Linked DNA regions of Mus musculus: all the other regions are linked to region 1. Evidence: chromatin contacts called from public promoter capture Hi-C data. All regions are on one chromosome and are shown on one strand. Each heading gives the region's core, a stretch centred on a gene start, on an enhancer-like site or on the middle of the called end of the contact. The rest is flanking DNA. Distances are from core to core; before and after follow the strand shown. Region 1 holds the start of Fam3a (family with sequence similarity 3, member A). Region 2 holds the start of L1cam (L1 cell adhesion molecule). Region 3 holds the start of Plxnb3 (plexin B3).

The links. Promoter capture Hi-C pulls out the DNA fragments that hold promoters and counts their contacts. Capture Hi-C pulls out chosen DNA fragments and counts their contacts.
Region 2: a contact with region 1 is called in a promoter capture Hi-C map of liver. The contact joins the promoter of L1cam here to the promoter of Fam3a in region 1. A contact is called at or near these places in 5 of 39 promoter capture datasets (the C10 cell line, hippocampal neurons, liver and 1 more), 1 of 115 datasets of contacts at active chromatin or transcription factors (large pre-B cells) and 2 of 9 other capture datasets (adipose tissue and liver).
Region 3: a contact with region 1 is called in a promoter capture Hi-C map of hippocampal neurons, with 2.8 times the contacts expected there. The contact joins the promoter of Plxnb3 here to the promoter of Fam3a in region 1. A contact is called at or near these places in 3 of 39 promoter capture datasets (the C10 cell line, hippocampal neurons and pre-B cells) and 1 of 9 other capture datasets (adipose tissue).

Annotation. Positions count from the first base shown.
Region 1 is chrX:74,391,867-74,395,587 of GRCm38.p6, reverse strand. Fam3a (family with sequence similarity 3, member A) reads left to right here and starts at 2,314. Exons shown (of 9, transcript NM_025473.4): 1 at 2,314-2,913. The coding sequence starts at 2,901. It also overlaps a transcript of Ikbkg not described here.
Region 2 is chrX:73,878,961-73,882,701 of GRCm38.p6, reverse strand. L1cam (L1 cell adhesion molecule) reads left to right here and starts at 1,868. Exons shown (of 29, transcript NM_008478.3): 1 at 1,868-2,008.
Region 3 is chrX:73,754,355-73,758,423 of GRCm38.p6, reverse strand. It overlaps Plxnb3 (plexin B3), which reads right to left and starts at 1,321. Exons shown (of 35, transcript NM_019587.2): 1 at 1,274-1,321.

The sequences.
Region 1 (3,721 bases), core at 1,065-3,564:
TATTTAAAGTTAGTGTGCATGTGTGCAGATACAGGTGTCATAGTGAAGAGACACAAGGTAACCCACCCTTGTCTCTGTGCGCTGAGTCTCTCACTCCCTAGTCCCCATGCCAAGTTAAACAGCCAGCACTCCCACCTTGGTGCAGATGTCCCCTACCTTTGAAGGAGGCAGAAAATTAATGCCCTTGAAGTGATAAGGCTCCCATTCTTGAGCTATCAGAAAGAGGCAACCGAGTGTTCCCAGACAGCTATGGCCAGCTTGTAAAAATACACTAGCCTCTGATTACAGAATGAGTTATTTCTCCCCAGGTCAAAAAGATCCTTTTCCAGATGTATCAAACAAACATCAGTTTTGAAGGATAGCATTCCTTTACTGCCTATCATGTAATGCCAAGACTTGAATGCCCCAGCTTATGCATCTCATTCATATATATATATGTGAATATAATTTAACCATTTAATTGTATTTTTTCCAAGACAGGGTTTTTCTATGTAGCCCTGGTTGTCCTAGAACTCACTCTGTAGACCAGGCTAGCCTCAAACTCACAGAGATTCACCTGCCCCTGTCTCCAGAATACTGGGATTAAAGGCATGTGCCACCATCCCTAGCTTTAATTGTCCATTTTAAATGATAAAGGGCTGAGGTTTTGTGTCAGCCATAAGGCATATGTATGTCAAAAGCCATAAATTTAATTTTCAGAACACACACACACAAAGTCCTGGAGAAAATAGACTGAAAGTTTGTCCCATGAGTCATAAAAGACCTGGATCTCCACCTATAATCCCAGAACTAAGTAGGTATAAGCAAGAGGTCCAAGGACATCCTTGGAAACATAGTGAGTTAAAGAATATACGAAATTCCCATCTCAAAAAATATGTAGCAGGACTGGGTGTGTTAGCATACGCCTTTAATTCCATCATTCAGAAGGCATTTAATTCCATCATTCTGTACATTTGAGGCCAGCCTGGTCTACAGATGCCCTTGACCACAAGCATTGGAGAGTGCCTATGAGGAAGTACTCAGTCAATATGGAAACTACTGTATTCTTTTTTTTTTAATATTCATTTTGTTGTTGTTGCTGTTACTATTTTATCTTTACTTAATGTTTTATTTTAAAAATTAATTATTATTTGTGTGTGTGTGTGGAGGAGGAGGAGGAGGAAGAGGAGGAAGAGATCAGAGAGGTGCCAGATCCCCTGAAGCGGTTGTGAGCTGCCTTATGTGAGTGTAAGGAATCCAGCCCGGGTATCCTGCAAGAACAGTATGTGCCCTTAACCACTGAGTCATCTCTCCAGCTTCCTACAATTTTTGAAATTTTATTTTTTTTATATAAGTGGTTTCCCTACATGTACCACATGTGGTACGTGTACCACATGCATGCCTGGCGCCTGAGATGGTCAGAATAAGACATCAGATTCCCTGAGACAGGTTTCATGCAGCTAAGGCTGACCTCAAAGTTGCTAAGTGGCCGAGGATGCTTTAAACCCTTTATCCTCCTCTCCCGTCTCCACTTTCCAAGTGCTGAGATTACAAGTGTAACCAAATTGAAAACGCTATCATCTAACCAAAACAGTGCTTCTGTAAACTTTTCTGTATTTTGGAGCATTATGGAAGTGGGGTGGAGTTCCTGTAAGTAAGACCATTGGGTCAAAGGACAGGAATGCAGCTGCCTGAGACACAGATAGATCCAGCTTAAAAGGACTGGCCCAGCTGCCCTGGCACTGTAGGCGGTCAGGGGAAAAGGCTCAAACATGAGGGTCAGGAGCAATGTTCCAAACATCCCTTCACTGATTGATACATAAAACAGAACGCTCTCACGAAAGAACACTAAGCAGAAAGAAAGCAACCAAAGGCTCAGGTTTACCTCCGCATGTGCTTCTGAACCGTCCATGCTCTTAAAGAACACATATCAACCTTAAGTCATTATCTGTGTCCCCGCATCCATCCTCTTATGAGCCATGAAAGCTCTGATATCAAGTCACAATCGGAGCTTCAGCTCATCAAATATAGAAATAGATCGCTCACCTAAGAGGACGTGTGGAGGAAGTGGGAATGGGGGCTCTGGTGTTTTATGCCCGTAATTCCAACATTTGAGAGCCTGAAGCAGGTGAATCGCTCCAAGTTTGAGAACAGCCTGGGTTACATAGAGTTAAGCAAACATGAACTGTAAAGTGTATAGTACCTCAAAGTCTAGAAGGAGATTTCATCTTGAAGCAGTGACACTGTAGGAAGCTAGGCGGCTCAGCTTTAGCACAAGAGGAGTGCACAGCCACACTCGGCACCTCCCACCCAGCCTCTGGAGGAGAGGGAGGAGGCCGGTCTGGAGGTGGAGCCTCCGTGAGGACCTGCGGACCTACAGCACAGCCTATGGGCCTATGGCGGAGCGACGCCTGTGGGCTGTGGCCTTCTGCGGGCGGCCATTGTCGTGCCTGATAAGCTTTTCTACGTGACTCACTTGCTTCACCTAGCCGGCAGAGCGAGACAACTGGGTAACTCCCTGATCCGGTCTGCTTCTCCCTACACCCAGACAACATCCTTGGCCCGCCCAATCTCTGCCACCAGCCTCGAGCGGATCGACCTGAGCCCCGGGCCTAGCACCGGAGGGATCCGGGTGGAGAAGAATCATTGCTACGCTCCAGTCCTGGAGTCTGTTAGCCAGACTGTGAGGCGCAACGGATTCCTAAGGCTCTCCTGGCCAGGCAGGACTTCTCCCAGCACTCACGAGGAACTGAGCCTGGACTGGTGTTTGGAGGAACAAGTCATAACACCGATCGCTCCCAGCACAGACTTGCCACTGCCCCCACCCCCAAACCTACTCTCTCCTGTTTCATTCCCCCCAGAACCCACAGTTCCCAAACAGTGCACCTGCGGGAGATCTCAACCCAGCTGGAGAAGTGGACATGAGGTTGGCAGGTGGGTGGCTTCCACAGCGAACTGAAGAGAGGCCAGGTGTCCTAGTGCCTGTGTTAGGAGAGGCCTGGGTGGTCACTGGTTTGTTTATTTATTAATGGATGACTGTGCACAAGCACTCATTTTATGAGCAAATTCACCTCTGAGGACTTCAGCTTCCCAAACTATAAGGATTGATTTTATATAGAGAGATAGATATAGATAGATGTTGATAATATATATAATCAATATATATAAGTTAAGGATATATATATATATATATATATATAAAATCTCCAGAGATTGAATGGATGGAGAGGAGTGGATAGTAGAGATAGAGAGATGTAGCCAGAAGAGAACTGACTTAGGTGCCTTTGAGGTTGGGTATGATCTAAGTGGTAGCTCTGCTGTCAGCTGGACTACAAACATGAATGTGCCTTGGAGGGACTGTTTGGGGTGAGAGTAGAATTTGAAAACTGGTAAAGTAGCAGCTTTGTGGATAAGTCCAAATTGGACATTAAGGAACTGGCTGGGAGGATATGAGTTCAAGACAGATCTGGGCTGGAGGTGTAAGGTGTCATTGCTGCATGGTGAAATCTCCCATACAGTATGAAGATGGGAGAAGGCAGCCTGGAAAAGAACACCTTTTGAGGAGAGAGTAATGGAACACAATCTAACCAACAAAGGGAGTCCCAGAGAATGGGGTCAGGAGACAGTACTGTCCTGGAATCTAGTAGTGAAGTGTCAAGAAAGAGCAGTCAGACAATCAGAAATGTGACATCATAAAAGTCATAGGTGGTCTTGTTTGGAAGGTTATTTAGTTGGTGTTATG
Region 2 (3,741 bases), core at 619-3,118, 510 kb after region 1:
TTTTTTTTGGTGTTTTGTTTTGTTTTGTTTTGTTTTGTTTTGTTTTGTTTTGTTTTTCGAGACAGGGTTTCTCTGTATTACAGCCCTGGCTGGCCTGGAACTCACGTTGTAAACCAGACTGGCCTCAAACTTACAAGATATCTGCTTGCTTTTGCCTCCCAAGTGCTGACACTTAAAAGACAAAGATTTTTGAGAGATGAAATAAAACTTGTGTCTAGGCTTCGCAAACAGAGCTAGACATAGTGAACACCTATAATCCTAGCACTCAGCAGGATGAGACAGGGGCATGTAGGTTTAAAATGAAACTGAGCCACAAAGTAAGTTCCAGAACAGCATCAACCCTAGACTAGGTCCAGTTGGGGTGCAGTCTGGGAGTAAGGCAGTGAAGAGAGCAGCTGGAGAGGAGAGGCCAATTTTGTGGCCTATCGCTCTTACATCAGTGCAGTCATGAAACTGATCTCAGTTCAGTGCCTCATGGAAAATACCATTCTCTGCCCAGCTAAAAAGGCCCCTGGCTTCGTGACCTAGCTGCCTGGCTCAGTCTCCTCTGCTGTCTCCTGGAGATTTGAACCAGTGAAGCTTCATGAGTACGGTCCGCAGCTTCATTCTGAATCCATCTGAGCCAAGTGGCAGGCCTGTAGAAGGAGTAGTGGCCTCTGAGCTCTTTGCTTAAGCCTCCACTTCATTCAGATGACTCTTCCTAAAGACTCCATGGTACACTTTGGATGTCTGGAAAGACATCCAGACTTTCACAGAGTGCTAGCAGGCATCCCCAAGTTTTTCTTTCATGGGAAGGAAGCTGGCAGGAGGTGATCATATGAGAAGGGAAACCAGGCCAGAGTGCCAAAAGTGTTTTCATGGGATCAGGGCATTGCACCACTGGGGGAGTGTTGGCAGGCTGAGCAGAGGACCTACAGAATGCTTCACTGAGTAACAGGCATGCTCATAAAAATACCATACCTACCAGGGCTGCAATCTGCCATCTGGGCCCTAGGCCTTCCTTGCCCTGCAGCTTCAGCTAGCTGGACTCACTTTGGAATTCCAGCCCCCTCTGCTTCGCCTCGCTTGGGAGGTCACAGCCCTAAGCCTGGGAGGGGGCGCCACTGGGAAAATCTCCTTTCCATAAGCTTTCCCCATAGGGCTGTAAGCGAGAGTAGGTCGACCAGGAAAGGTCAGAAAGAGGCCAATCCCGAGGACAAAGAAATAAGGCACTGAGCAGGAGGGAAGTGGGAGGAAGATCAGAAGTAGGGGGTTTCAGGTTGAAGGGCGCTCTCTCTGAGAACTTTCCCTTCTAGCCTAATCTGGGACCTAGTGTTTAGGAGGGACTGTATGGTGTGCCTCGCCACACCTCCTTCGCAGGCTGGGGACTCAGGTTCAGGCGTACATCCCTGAAGAGCCCTGGCTTAGCGTCGTGGCTGGGCAGGGGTTCCAAGAGGCGCTCTGCCCTGAGAGTGCGGATACATTCAAACACATGACCAGGGCGCGGCCCGGACCTAATGGTATATGAATGCCCATTACTAGCCAGAGCCCTCGAAGGCCAAGTGGAGGCGAGGTAATCTGGTTCCCAGTCTGGATCCTCTCCCCACTGTCCAGCCCCGAGATCCCGAGAATACTTCTGCAAATGACTTCCAATATAAGCCTCAAGGGCGGCGGGGATCCTTGATAGTGAGGTTGGGGGTCACTCTCATCTCGGGGATACTGGGACTGCTGGAGCTCCTGAAGAGGACCCCCCCCCCCCACGAGGTCCCTATCACGCGCGGGGCTCTGCGGCCAGGTTCAGATGAAACAAGGAACGAGGGTGTGGCGAGGCGGGGCCTGCTGCGGGGGAGGTGATCTCACTACCTCCCCCTCCCTCTTCCTCCCCCACTTCCCCGCGCACGCTGCCCCGCCCGCCGCCGCCGCCGCCGCAGCAGCAGCAGCAGCAACATCGCGTCGGCAGCGGCATCGCTGGGTGGCAGGTCCGAGGTCGGCGTGCACAGAGACTGAGCTGGCAACCTGATCGGCGCAGGTAAGGTGGGCTGGTTTGTCCCCTTGACCGCAGCAGCGACCATCTACGTTCCAGACCCAGCCCGCCTCAGGCTCAGAGGGAGTGGGTTTCGTGCCTCCTCGGTAGGAAGGCTGGAGCCCCACCCATGCATGCTAGGCACCGAGCTCTGAGCCCTGCGATCTGGAATGGGGTTGGAGAAAGTGGCTAGGTGCCAGAGCTCGACAGGTGAGGGGTAACTGGGCGGCTCCCCAAATGCATGCTTAGGGAGGGGCACAGGAGTGGTCAGGCAGGTTCTGTATGGGCAAGTGGAGCTGAAGTTGGCATATCCCTGTGGGTGTATGCGTGTGAGGAAGGAAATGTGAACCCAGCAGAACGTCCATCTAACCCAGTCGACCGCTGTGGGGTGTGGCTCTGGGCGTGGCTGTTCCTCATCCCCATCTAAAGTCCTGATTGCGGCTGGGGTGGGGGAGAAGCCAGTGTCTAGCATGGTGTGGGGGAGATTGAGCGAAGCTCCTCCGGTAATGGGAGGAGGAGAAGGATCAGGGATGGATGGGCGCTGCCTGCCCCTCCACCCCAAAGTGGGGAGGGGGCTTTGTTCTTCACCTCCTCCTTTCCAAATTCCCTCCGGGGATCCCCTCAAATGCACTGCAAAACCAGTCTCCTCTCAGGCACAGAACCTCCCTTAGGTTCTTTGGCCAATAAAGACTACACTAAGAGAGATGGTTTTGGGCACTCACTGATGTGCCTGTGGATGCACATGGGTGTGGACCATGGGTCCATCAGGTAAAAATAAGGGAAGAAGGGCCTCATTGGCTTAGGACAAGGGACTTCTGGAAGCAAGGTGCCTGGGACTCTTTCTGTAGAGACTGGAGCGATTTTAGACATTGTTTTATACTCTGTTTAATTATGGGAGGAGGGACGTTTCCATACCTTATTCCCTTCTATCTGGTTCAGAGTTTTAGGGTGTTGATTGATAGGAAATGAAAAGAATAACAGATATAGCCCACTGCTCCTCCTGATCTAGTGTCTATAACCCCTATCCATCTGTCTCAGGGAGGCAGGACCACCATCTGTCTGGGGGCCTGGCACCCCTTTCAGGTAGATGTCTTGATCCTGATTAATGCAACTCCAGTGGTAGCGGTTACTAGCAGCCCAGTGTTGTCTTTGCTGACTCACATGGCCCTTGTGGTGAATAGATCCAGCAGCCTTTCTTCCCACCTTTATGGTCCTTTAGTAGGGTGGCTAGGGTGGGGCTTGCCCAAGGCCTCAGCTCTGATGGACCCCTTGCTGCAGATGGTGGGACTTGACAACCCTAGCTTCTTACCTAGCCCAACATCTACGCAGCACTGTATATACTTGCTTACCATTCAGGCACTAATCCTTCAGTCACCCTCAAGGGTCTGTGGCCACATGGCGAATTGGTGACAGGGCTGGGACTGGGAACTCCCCACTTCTCTGCCTCCTTGCTGTATTCCAAAGTCTGTCATTCTCTATTATTTTTTGTGTGTACAATCCCCAAAGCAATATATCTTGATATTTTGTTATAGTACATTTGAAAAACACAGGAGCAACTTACTGAAATACATTTGAAATAGAGAACAAAAGAAATTAGGAATTGCCTGTGATCTGATTACCAAGGAGGGGGAAACACATTTGACATTCATCACAGCACAGCACTCCTGGATAGCTACTACCTACTCCCAAGAGACTCCTCCCCCAGTGCCCAGCCTCTAGCCTTCTGCAAAGCACCATGC
Region 3 (4,069 bases), core at 72-2,571, 640 kb after region 1:
GGCAAAAGAGGCTAGAGAGACAGGGGAAGGAGGGGAGGAAGAGAGAGGAAGAGAGGAAGGGTGGGGGTACTTAGAGGGAGGCAGCCAGGAAGAGGACAGAAAAGACAAAGAAAGTGTCCTATAGATAGAGAAAGAGACAGGATGGAGATGAGGACACACACAAGGAAATAATTTTTTCATCTTCTGCTTTATTTGCATGTAGACTAGAAAGAGGACAGATCCTGAGAAGCTATAAAGGCATGACAGAGGAATTCTGAGTGACAAGGGCAGGAAAAGGGAGGGAAATGGAAAAAGGAAGTCGTGTCTGCGGGCAACTAGATACTGTCACCTAGACAAAAAGACATGATGATAAGAGAAGCCAGATCATCACATGTAAAGACAGGATACCCATGGCAAAAGGGACAGGGACAGAAAACCCACTCTATACAGTCAGAACCAGCTTCATATAGGAACCTTCACTAACTGGACAAGACAACCAAGAAGAGCTTTGGCTTCCGGCCAAGATGCAGCTAGACATAGGCACACTACTCCCAAAACAGTAATGAATAGGTGGCCAGGGCCAGGGCTTTAGACCACTACTGGGTGGCCAGTATAGAGGTGGTAGGAGAGCTTTGAGCCAGCCTAGATGGTTCTAGGGGAACTGTGAGGCACTAGGAGGCAACTCAGAGTACAAGAGTGATGGACCCCAGCATCTAGAGTCTGTGGAAACCTAGTTTTAGAAGGGTCCTCAATGTAGGAGCACTGATGAGAAGAGCCATGAAAGATCAGAGAGAAGGGAAGTAGGATAGAGGTAGCTCCAGGTGAGTGGAGAGGACCTTGAGTCTGAGGCACTGAGGACAGGTGCCAGTCCCCAGCTCTCCTCCAAGAGCAGTCAGCAGCAGCCACTGACCAACTGCCTAACTAGGTGACATCCAGACAGATTTAACCCTGCGTAGAGCTCTAGAAAGAGGGCAGGAGCTGGTGACAGTTCCTGAACTGAGTTGGGATCATCACAGTTAGTCATGTGCCCACCAGAAGCCACCCACTGCTACTCAAAAAGACCCCAAGTCCCCTTATCTCAAGAGCACAGACAGGAAATATACTTTTCTCTAGTGCCCATGTATCGCTGTGACAGAGGTGGGTGTGTGTAATGGAGGAGATGGGAGTTGTTACCCAAAAACGCAGAGGAGATGGAAGCTCCCTGCAAGACTGCTCTGTGCCCTAGTCCAGCCAAATTTATCCCTCTCTACATCTCTTTGGGACACCTTGGGGGACATAGGGCCCAGACACTTACCACCACTACGGAGTGCAGAAATGGGGTCTCCTCACATCAGCTGCCTCAGGGCAGTGGCGACGGGCACAAGATGGCTGTGGGGGGCATTGTCCTGAGTGGGAGGGAGACAGTTGAGGCTCAGCCCCATTCATGGTGGCCCTGGGGGAGGAAGGAGGCAGGGGAGGGGGCAAGGGCCTGGAGATCGGGCTCCACCACAGCTGGCAGCTTTGTCAATAGTGGCCTGGCCAAGGCAGCCCTGCCTCCACCCCAACAATGTCCCCTCTGTCCAGAGGCCCAGGCCAGGGACCTGCTATCTGGTGTTCTTACCCCCACTCTGGCTGTTCTAGCCAGGGAGCTCCCTGCCACTCCCCATCTCCAGGGAGAAACCCCCTGGGATGTAGAGACAAAAGGACAGGGTTTCCTTGAGCCAATTTTCCCCATGTGGTTCACAACTCCTGTGCCAGTGCAGAGTGCTCCCTCCCTGAGTTTCTCTGGGTCTCCGTAAAGAGCACTGGGTAGCCCTTAAGCCCCCACCACAGGGCCAAAGGCACTGAGCCCCTGAAATGACAGCCTCAGCCTCAGTGTCAGTAGCCTTGGTCCTGGCTGAAGTGCTAGTGCCAGCTGTCAATGCCTGTCTTTGTCCAGGCTAAGGCAGAGGAGGCACTGACAAAGACAGCTCATGGCAAAGACCTTCTCCCCCGCCTACTGGCTTGAGAGAAGATTGTCCCCACCCAGTCCTACCCCCAAGGACTGGCAAAGCTGTGCCAGGTACAGAATGGTAGTGGGGAAAATCAGAAGAGGATAATGCATGGGAGGGGCTGAGGCAGGGAGACCACAGGGGACTTTGCCAGGATTGAGCCCTGGGCTTCAGACATAGGACCAGAAGGTCCTTCCGGATGGGTCTGGATCCTTCCACCATAGGAGGGAAGGGAGTGCCAGTAGCAGCTGGCTCCCTTGCTGCTCTCATAGGGCACCTTGGGGGCCAACTAGCCTAAGGGCCCATTGTACAGGGACACTTTTACTTGCTTTAGAGTCTTTGCTACTTGTTTTTTTGTTGTTGTTGTTGTTTTTTGTTTTTGTTTTTGTTTTTCCCAGAGCTGAGGACCGAACCCAGGGCCTTGCGCTTGCTAGGCAAGCGCTCTACCACTGAGCTAAATCCCCAACCTCTTTGCTACTTCTTTAGTTCACAGTAGCAACAAGCTTCAGGGTGAAGTGGCAGGTGGCCCTTACCATCTGGCTGAGCCAGTTGGTTGATGGTGGGGTGGGGAACCAAGCAGACAGCCTCCTTACATTGCACCGAATTCCAGGATGATGCCAGCTTTCTCATTTTGGGTCAGAAGTTTGGTTCTTGCTCTCCTAGCTCCACTGCCAACACCCTTGGGGGACATCATGCCTGCAGGTATCATATAGGTATCACTGTGTTGCCTGACCACCATTGCTTGGCTCTAGCTTAGTCAGCCCTACAGACTCTTGCTTCTCCCTGTCCTCAGCAGCTTTGAGGCAGTGTTCTTAGGCTCAGTTGTTCCTGCACATCGTGCCTAAACCAGCCCTAGATCCTGAGTAGCAGCTTCTGTTCCAGGAACGGTCCCAATGGAGCTCTCCTGCATGTCAATGCAATCATGCCCAGCCCAAAACACCCCAGCTGGCCCAGGTTGGGAACCCAACCCATCCTTGGCTGCCCCTTTGCCCAATAGCACAAGGCAAAATTTTGATCCCCTTCGCTTGCTTCAGCAGGTGTATGAGAGGACAACTGGAACTGCTAAAAAACAGGCCACCATCCAAGGTAGGCATTTCCTAGCTTCACACAAAGTTCCCATTGACCATCTGGAGAAAAAGAAAAGGTTAATATACAATTATATTAACACAGTTTGTCCTCTCAATGACTCCAGGAGAAGCTTTGGTCGTTTCCTTCAGGGAACGGGTGGGAAAACCAAGGCAAGGAAAGTTTCACAGCTAGTAAGTGGCAAGGCTAAGAGTTACATATAGAGTTCCAATGTATATCCATCTGGCCATGTGAGCCTGTCCTGTTGAGGAAACAAGTATTTGTACTCTTACTGGAGCATAAGGTTGGTAGAGGGTGGGCTGAAAGGATGCAAAGGTCAGCAAATCATGTTCACAGCTGCTGAGCTCCAGGACTTGAGCTTGCTTTCTCAACAGCTTTGCGTTTGGTCAAGTATAAGCAGAGGGTCCTGAGACAGAGAATGTGGGGAGGCCTGGATCAGAGATGGAAAGATGGCCATGGAAAGAAACAAATGTATTACAGATGTGTTTGCTGGTGTAGACATATGATCTTAAAAGCCTGATACTGAGTAGGTGCAAGTAGCAAAAATGGGAGAATATGGGAGTTCTACCTTGACATGTCCTTTCTCTAAAGCAGTGAGAAAGTGCATGAAGATGAGGAATAAAGATGAAGGGGGGAGGGAATGGTTAATGAGGCCTTCTGGATTTGAGATGATAGCTTGGATTAAGGAGACCTGAATGCTGATGGTGGTTTATATAGAAAGTTCCAGAGTTATATAGTGAGAGTCTATCAAAAAAAGAAAGAGAGGGCTGAGGGGCAGGGAGAAGAGGAGGAGGAGGAGGAAGAGGAGGAAAAGAAAGAGAAGGAAGGAGGGAGAATGGATGAAGAGAATAGAAAAAGAAGAAAACACAAACATCTTCAGTTCAGTTTTGAGAATGCCTTTCTTCACGGATGAAAATGCATCTATGGACAAGTAGCCTCATTCTCTGTAAATGCACAGACGAATGTCCTGCTTGGGCTTCTTCCATGCCCTGCCCCCACCCCCACTTCTGCAGCAGACAGGAACAAATGCAGCT